Linked DNA regions of Hordeum vulgare: region 1 is linked to region 2. A link is a contact called in public HiChIP or PLAC-seq data. All regions are on one chromosome and are shown on one strand. The core of a region is the stretch at or near the end of the contact, and the rest is flanking DNA. Distances in the headings are between cores, read along the strand shown. Region 1 holds the start of LOC123398988. Region 2 holds the start of LOC123434352 (CDPK-related kinase 3-like).

Evidence for each region. HiChIP or PLAC-seq counts read pairs in DNA pulled down with a chosen protein or histone mark.
Region 1: an H3K4me3 HiChIP or PLAC-seq map of embryo shows a contact between it and region 2, with 3 times the contacts expected there. The contact joins the promoter of LOC123398988 here to the promoter of LOC123434352 in region 2. A contact is called at or near these places in 1 of 6 Hi-C or Micro-C datasets (seedling) and 1 of 1 datasets of contacts at active chromatin or transcription factors (embryo).

Annotation. Positions count from the first base shown.
Region 1 is chr1H:332,081,933-332,086,614 of MorexV3_pseudomolecules_assembly, forward strand. LOC123398988 reads right to left here and starts at 3,376. Exons shown (of 3, transcript XM_045093429.1): 1 at 2,506-3,376; 2 at 2,066-2,292; 3 at 1,155-1,972. The coding sequence starts at 3,376. The coding sequence ends at 1,307.
Region 2 is chr1H:331,850,063-331,854,159 of MorexV3_pseudomolecules_assembly, forward strand. It overlaps LOC123434352 (CDPK-related kinase 3-like), which reads left to right and starts at 1,945. Exons shown (of 11, transcript XM_045115508.1): 1 at 1,945-2,936. The coding sequence starts at 2,286.

The DNA of each region.
Region 1 (4,682 bases), core at 2,126-4,625, 230 kb after region 2:
CTTCAATTAGCAAGCATTTGGACGCTCGTCTGAAATGTTGCCTCGGATCGTTCCTTTGCTAGGATGTGCATCCAATGAATGTTCCGACTATTCAATTGGCAAAGCATGGAGATCAAGTTGGCCGTGTGGACAGTGGGTGATCAAGTTGGCCGTGTGGACAGTGGGTCATTCACGTGGCCATGGGATCTGGGTAAGCTCATCCAACTAGAGCGTTTGTTTGCACATCTTGACGGCAAGCAACTACCGCAAGCACCTCATGACAAGCTTCAAGAGTTGTTAGTCTATGCCCAACGATTGTGGCATCCTGAGGGTTCTTCTTGTCGACTACAACTTTGGTTAAAAACCTCCAAGCAACTCCACACAACACCTCACGACGAGCTCCGGCAAAGGTCAGCGGAAGTCCAGTGGTTGTGTGATCCTGGTGGGCTGGTGGCTATTCTTTTTTTTTTTTACGGTGCTATGGCGGGCTTACGCCGGGCTGGTTGCTATTCTCATCGACGGACTTGAGGGCAAGCCTGTTTTCAAACAGAACAGGCTGATGCCTTCTTCCTCGTCTGCCTCCTCCATCCCTCGTGGCCAGGCGAGCTCCTCCCTGTCCTTGCTGCTGATATCTACCCCAAATTCTATGCTCCTCCCATCCTAAACTCTATCTCATCCTTTCTCCAGTGAGATTTGTATCATGTATCCATATACTTTGTGAAAGGAGAGCTGGGTTCGTTACATGGCTTGGCTGGGTTGTCGACTTGCATGTGGTCTTGTAGACATTTAGATTTTTTTTAGTAAACATACCATATTAAGTGCTAAGTTTCGATCCGCTGGTGCTCTCTATGCTATCATTCTTTGGAAGAGATTGGGGCAAAAAAAAAGTGATCTCACATGCTCATCTGATACTAATTTAAGCATGTTCTAAAGATTTTCATCCGTATATGTGTATCTGGATGACGATCTAATACCTGTATGTCCCTGTGGACCGACACTTTGAGGTTAGGAAACTAAATCCACAAAGGCTACATTTGAATGAGGGCAAGTTCGATCACATCAACATGTACTCCCTCCGTTCCTAAATATGCAGTGCAAATTAAGGACTCATAATCAGGGCATTAGGCAAATCGGCATACAATCCAGAAATAAGATGCTCCACGAGTAAGCCAGGAGTGCCAGCATACAAATTAGAGTTTTTTCTTTTGAATTTTCATACAAATTACAGTTAAGTAGCTGAAGACCAAAATAGGCACTTGCTACAGCTACGCAACACTGAATACCAGGCACATTGACAGCCAACATGACCATAGTTAAGAAACAAAGTTCATTCTCCAAGCTCCATTAAAGGGATATGCGGAATTGGTGAGTAAGGCTCTATATACCCCATCATCAAGATATACCGTTGGTCACCAATAAGGAGGGACCAAGCAACAGTAATCTCCAATTTACAGTCACCAAGGTTAAATTCTTTTTGACTTACGTTGCTGGATTCCGGTGTGAAGACAAAGCAATGACTTGTGCAGCCAGATTGTTCCAAGATCTCCACGAGAATTTCCAGCCTTCCTTGTCTTTTTACCGAAATAACTTGCCTTGACAGATCTAGATAGCCCCCTTCACCCACGGGATTTGTTCCAGCTTTTGAAGCAAACAACAATACATGCTCAGATGGGCTCTCAGAAGGCAGTGAGGAGCAAACAACTCGGATGCCATTTTCACAAGGCATTGAGCCCTCTAGAACACGGATACTAAGGATAGTGGCTTGGAGGGAGCGTTCAAGATGCTCACAGCACAACTCTATTGTGCAAAAGTGGCCACTGAGGTGACGCGTAGAAAAAGTATCACCAACATCACCATTATAAGAGAAGGCTTTACTGATCAATGCTCTATCTTCAGACTTTGTTGTACCCTTTAATTTTAGTTGGATCTCAATCTTGACAGTGTCCGTAGAGATTATTGCTCGAGATGGGCCAGTCAAGTGCAAAAAAGGATCCTGAAAACATCATCATTCAACATTAACTCATCAACAAGGATGCAGACAATAAGAAAAAAAAAAGACGAAGAAAAGGAAACAACCCGCGCTTACATGTTCTGTGAGGAGTTGGTAGTCATCCCTAGAGCGAAAGAAGAGAATGTTACGACGATTGTCCACGACATCTCGGGCGGCGACCACACCATACACCTTCAGTGGCCAGCTGTGGCCTTCTAATTTTGCAACTTTCATGGAGTAGATCTGCATGGTCCGCTGGCAGCCAGCATCCAATGGGGCGTGGCCTGGTATGTAGTGTGTAAAGAGCATGGAGCTCAACAATGCTGCATGCAGACCCCCGAGTTAAATACTGTATGTGTTAATCAAACATGAACTAACTAAATAACCCGTTCAAGCAGACAAATTAATACTTCCTCTATACATAAATAATTGTATTTTAGTTGGAAAGAACTAGACTAGTTCTCTCCAACTATAATTATTTAGGAATGAAGGGAGTATATGCATAAGCACGCACATATCCATACATGTTTACTCACTCGTGTCTTCGAAGCTGCAGCCGTTACTGCATGTGCGTTCCCAGCGACTAATGTAGTTAGCGAAGTTGCTCTCCTCAATCATCTGCATCTTCTTATCCTCATCCTCATCCTCATCCCACTCCATGTCCTCATCTTCGCGTATGGATAGCAATTTCATAGTGAAAGCCGGTACCCATCCAGAGAGCCAGTCGAAAACTGCCGAGATCAACTGCAATGTGGAGATACAGTGTGCCAAGGGCTCACGAGTAAACACGCACGTCGCTAGAAATTTCGTCTCTGTTGAGACCAGTTGGCGCATGTCATCCCACAGCTCATCGATCGGCGACAAGAGCGAGTTCAATTTTAAGCCGGACCCCGGCGCCGCCGCAGACATGTTTCTGGCCATGGATATGAAGATAGTAACCAGCAGCTCCTCGAAACGCTGCGCACTGACCTGCACTGATCCGCCTTCGCCGCGGATCCTCGGCACCGTATGTGTCTCTCCATCATCATCGCCAGTCCGGCGCTGGGTCGTCGCCGGGATGCCCATCTCGGTCTCATCGCTAATCGTCGGGGGCTGGATCGCGCGGAAGCAGCTCCACCGGAGCAAAGAATCGACCCGACTTAAGATCCTTCGCGACACCTCCATCATATCATCTTGCAACTGCAGCAGATCCTTGTGACCTGCGGACCCGCGACGTCCCATCTTAGTCATGTTCTTCTCCAGGACTTGGATCTGCTGGCTGATACTTTCCTTGGTGAGCTTCGCGGCAGCACGCACCTCCACCTCCTGGTTCAGTGTTAACATGAGCGTGCTTCCCTGCCCCCTCACTTCCGTCGCCATCTCACCCTCCCTTTTCATCCGCCCCACGCCGCCGCCGCCGATCTCCATTGTTTAGGCTACCACCGGTTTTCAAGAATCGGTGCCGACGGGCGGATGCCGGTGTCGAGACGAACAGGCCCAGCACCCACATATATATATATATATGTGGGCGCTGTTATGTATCACGGCCGCGACCCCAGACCACCGTGTCGCTCACGAGTACAGCAGCGTTCGCGTCGCTCGCTACATGGGCCTGGCCCAGCGCGCCATGCCGTTTTTCCTCTTCAATTTCGGTCGGCTTTGCTAAATTTGTAAAATTTATAAAACCGAAAAAAATCATTTTATTTTTTATTTAGAATATTAAAATATTTTTAAAATATATTGAATACAACATAATGTTCATGATTTAAAAAATGTTGTTGAATTCAAAAAATGTTCATGAATTGATAATTGTTCGCAAATTTGAAAAAGGTACACATACTTATAATTCATGAAGAAATTTTAGTTTTTTCAAACCTTAAATATTTTTTTTGTTCATACCGAAATTTCAACTATATCAAACATTCATTGCCTTCCTCTGCTCATACCGAAATCAATAACTTTTTTACTAATCCTCAACTAAATCAAATTAAATAATGCTACCTCTGTCCTAAAATTCTTGTCTTACCACACAAGTAGTGACGGAGACAAGGGGGCGAGCAGGGGCTGACCCCTCAAACGATCGAGCAACGCTACAAAATTAGCGATACGAACACACGTATTCCGCAGGTTTATACATACCCCCCCTATCGCAAGGTTAATTTTAGAAAAGAAAAAGACTCGTGTGAAGCCCACTAGCGGCCAGGTTAGATGATTGGCTCTAATCTTATGGTTGGGCCTTGCGTTTTCATGTGATTACCCTACACGACGTTTGGTATGTAGAAATTAGCCGCCAACGTTGTTGTTGATCCTTTTCATATGACGACGGCGCAATGAAACCTTGTTCACTTGCCAAATCTTTTATATCCAACCAACAAAAACTAGCCAAGAACCCAAGGTTTAAACATCAATACATGACACCATGCGTCTACTGATCCCAATCACCATATTGTATCATTGTTGAGTTTATACATCAACTTTTCGTTGTTTACTTGTTTTGGTTGGGTGATTTGTGATGCTTGTGACCTATGAAGAATTTTTATCTTGTACATGTCAATTATCGTGATTGTGATGCAAATTATATTGTATGAGTTCTAATTGTGATGCAGATTTTTCCTATCTCCAACTTATCCAATATAGCTAATTGTGAGATCATAATTCAGCACAATAAAGATAAAAGCGCCACCAAACATTGTTCAGATTAATTCAATTTTTAAGTCGGTTGCTGCAAGTTCTC
Region 2 (4,097 bases), core at 695-3,194:
CTTCTTCCCCATTGAACCCCATCCTTTGAGCTCGTGTTTGCCCCCCATTGTTGACCTTCTTCGAGCTTACTAACTCTCAATCCCTCCAATGTTTCTTGGTAGTTCTTGAGGGAAAAGAGAGATATATAGATCAATGTTTTCACCAATCACTTTCTCCTTCATGTGAGAGGAACCCCTTGGATCTAGATCTTGGAGTTCTTTGTGAGCTTCTTGTACTTCCTCTCATATCCCTCCATAGTTTTTGTTGTTGTGGAGGGATTTAAGTGTGAAGGACTTGACCACTTCGTGTGTTCTTACCATTGCATTAGCTGCATCAGGTTTGAGTTCTCCACGGTGATATGTGGAAATGAAGTTTGAGAAGCGTATTACTATTGGGTGCTTGGTACCCTAGAGCTTGTTCTTTTTGGGTACTAAGCTTGGTGGTGCCTTGGAGCTCAATCATTATGGTGTAAAGCTCCGGGCAAGTGCCGGGGTCTTCAGTTAGGTTGTGAAGATCGCCCTGAGCAATTTGTACGGGTACCGGTGACGGTCCCCAAGGGTTGCCAAAATGTACGGGTTCGGTGACCGCCCCAAGGGTTGCCATTTGTACGGGTTCGGTGACCGCCCTCAAGTGTTCCTTATTGGAATCAGGACATCTTGCATTGTGCGAGGGTATGAGGAGATTACGGTGGCCCTAGTGGCTTCTTGGGGACATTGTTCCTTCACACCGCTTCAAATGGAGATTAGCATCCGCAAGGGTGTGAACTTCGGGATACATCGTCGTCTCTGCGTGCCTCGATTATCTCTTACCCGAGCCCTTTACTTATGCACTTTACTTTGTGATAGCCATATTGTTTTCTTGTTATATATCTTGCTATCACTTAGTTGTTTATCTTGCTTAACATAAATTGTTGGTGCACATAGGTTAGCCTAACTGTTTTAGATTTTGTTATTGATAAATTAAATGTTAATTTTATTTCACATTTGTTTAAACTTAAATCATAATTATTTTAAAGCGCTTATTCACCCCCTCTAAGCGACATCCACGTCCTTTCAGTTAGACCTCCTTTTGTTTGGAGGAATTATGTAGGAATTTCATAGGATAGAATTTTTGTAAAAAAATAATAATCCTTTAGAGCCCTTTGATTTGTAGAAATAGAAACCTATCCCCATGGAGGAATTCTTCCTATCCTCCCCACATCATAGGAAAATAAATATTAGTATAAATTCAATAGAAAAAGAAAATCGTATGATGTGAATCAAAGAGCATCTCCTTTCCTATTCCTAGTCACAGAATTTGAGATCCATACCATCTTACTCCATCCGTTACTAAATACTCCCTCCGTCTTAAATTTTTTGTCTTAGGTTTTCTAAAATTAAATGTATCAAAATACTAAAACATGACTAGATACATTCATATCTAAACAGATATAAGACAAGAATTTTGGGACGGAGGGAGTATGAGTCTTCTAAGAAATTTCAGTAAAAGACTACATATGAAGCAAAATGAATGAATCTACACTTTAAAATATGTCTATCTACATCCGTATGTAGTCCCTTGATGGAACCTCTAGAAAGACTTATATTTAAAAATGAAGGAAGTATTTCCTATGATCTTCTTATTCCTATGATTTTCCTAGCCTATAAATGAAAGAAGGCCTTAAAAGTTGACAGCTAAAACGTTTGCAAATGCCAACCCTCTCCAAGCGGACGTTCGCCAGCTGTTGCGGTCCTTATTATATTACTCCGTATTAATGTACCATTAAAACAATACAAAATACAGTAGTGTATATGGTAGTATAATAAAACCCTAAAAATACGAAAAAGGAAGGGAAACAGAAACAACCAACAAAACGTACGTCTGGCTTGCGGGCCTGGCCCATACACTCCAACGGACCCGCTTGTCAGAGGAACCATCTGCTCAGTCAGTCCCTCGCCTCCCTGACTGGACTGCCTCCTCAGTCAGTCCTCCTCTCCTCCCCCTCCCCCTCCCCCTCGCGTCGCGTCTCCTCCTCCGTTCACCGCCGCGCCCGCGGCCAGCCAGCAAGGCAGGCGCGTACGTTACCTCTCCTGCTCAGCCAGCCAGCCAGCCAGCAATTCATCACGCGCATTACCATTTCTTGTCTCATCTCTTCTCCCCGCATTAATACTTGATTTTTGGCTCGCTCCTCCATCCCGTCCCCGTCCTATAAATCCCAACCCCTCCGCCCCCCGCTCGCTCCCCTTCGACCCGCCCCAAACCCCGCCGCATTCCTGCCGTTTCCGTGTTCGCCGCCGCGCCTCCGGTGATCGGCGCCGGGGGAGCCATGGGGCAGTGCTACGCCAAGAACATACACGCGGACGGCGCGGATGCGGGCGAGGGTGGTGCTGCCCGAGGGACGACCACCATCTCGGTCTCGGCGTCTGCCGTCCAGGAGGAGCCCGCCGGGGAGATGGCCGCGGGAGGGAGGCGCAGCAGCAGGCCGTCGCCGGCGGGGACGCCGCGCAGCAGGGCGGGGGTGACGCCGGCCAGGACTTCGGCTTCGGCGGCGGCCGCGGCGGGGAGCCCCTGGGCGGCCAGCCCGCTCCCCGAGGGCATCGCGCCGTCCCCGGCCACGTCCGCGTCCACGCCCAGGCGCTTCTTCCGCCGCCCGTTCCCTCCGCCGTCCCCGGCCAAGCACATCAAGGCGTCGCTGGCGCGCCGCCTCGGCCACCGCTCCCCGGCTGCCACCTCTGCGCAGGCGCCGCCCGCTAAGCCGCCGCAGGAGGTCCCGATCCCCGAAAACGGGGCCGGCGGCGGCGGTGGAGGAGAGGAGGAGCTCGACAAGAGCTTCGGCTACGACTGCCACTTCGCGGTCATGTACGAGCTGGGAAAGGAGGTGGGTCGCGGCCACTTCGGCCACACCTGTCTCGCGCGTGCCCGCAAGGGGGACATGAGAGGTCAAGTCCTAGCTGTCAAGGTCATCTCCAAAGCCAAGGTCGAACCCTTTCTTGATCTCGCACCCATCTCTCCTAAATGCATAACCGTCTCAGTTTCTACCAACTTAGATCTTGCTTGGTATTAAGATGCCGTGTGATCCTTTCAGTTGCTCACTTGTTCTACAATGAATCCTTTGTTACTTTTGCAACAAGAATTCAGCAACTGGCCAATGCCACTAGCACAGACATTGCAATCATAAGTTAATCATTCGTTTTCTTTGTCTGCCTTGCATAATGAACAGGGTATTGGCATTTCCTTGGAAGTAAGAAGTACATTATGGAAATGTCGTTGTAGTGATGCTGCACTGAATTTTTGTCTTCTACTTTGATCTCACTGTTTGTCCATCTGACACATGTTCTTGTTTTGTTCTTTTTTTGTAAGAAACCGGCAGGGGATTAGCTTATGCAGTGTTTGGTTACAGGATTAAAAGTAACCAATTTCTCTGTGAGATCCCCTGATAGCTTGTCAAATAATGGCAGAATTTTAGCTGGAGTAGTGTGGATAACTACATGTAACTATCAAGAGTTCAGTAGTTATCAAATCAATATTGTGGCACTTTGTTAGTATGATCAGAGCTAGAAGCATAGAAAACAGTAAGGCATGGGAGGCACCCAACTGTATGTGATCAACCTTCCTACCTATATTGCTCTTCCAGGGAGCAATAGTATTGATTTATACAGTATTTTTTTTTAAGTTTCCAAGTCCTTGATGTTTTTCTTGACATCTAGCATGTAAGCAGGTATACATATCTTTTAGATTATTAGGGTGCCGAATTTGAGAATACGTTGATAATATGATCAACTTGTATTGCCCTTGCAGGGACTAATACTATTCAATGTTTTTTGTTCAAGAAAATTAAGAGATTGTTTGGTTTCATATTATATCTTTCCTGGTGTTAGCTAGGATCTGTTGATAAACTAGTATGCAATACAGCTAACTGAATTCTACGTACACGTACGTGTGCATGCCGGCATTGATGTTTCTCATGCACGTAAATGTCGTTTTCTTTTCCGACCGTTATTACTTGTATTGATTACTGACTTTTTTTTTGGCTTGCTATAGTGTTCTCGTTTTGGGGAGGCTACTTACATTAACTATTTGAACCCTTGACGTATCTATCAAGTTTAATGCATCTCTCGCTCTCATATTGTCGTTTTAA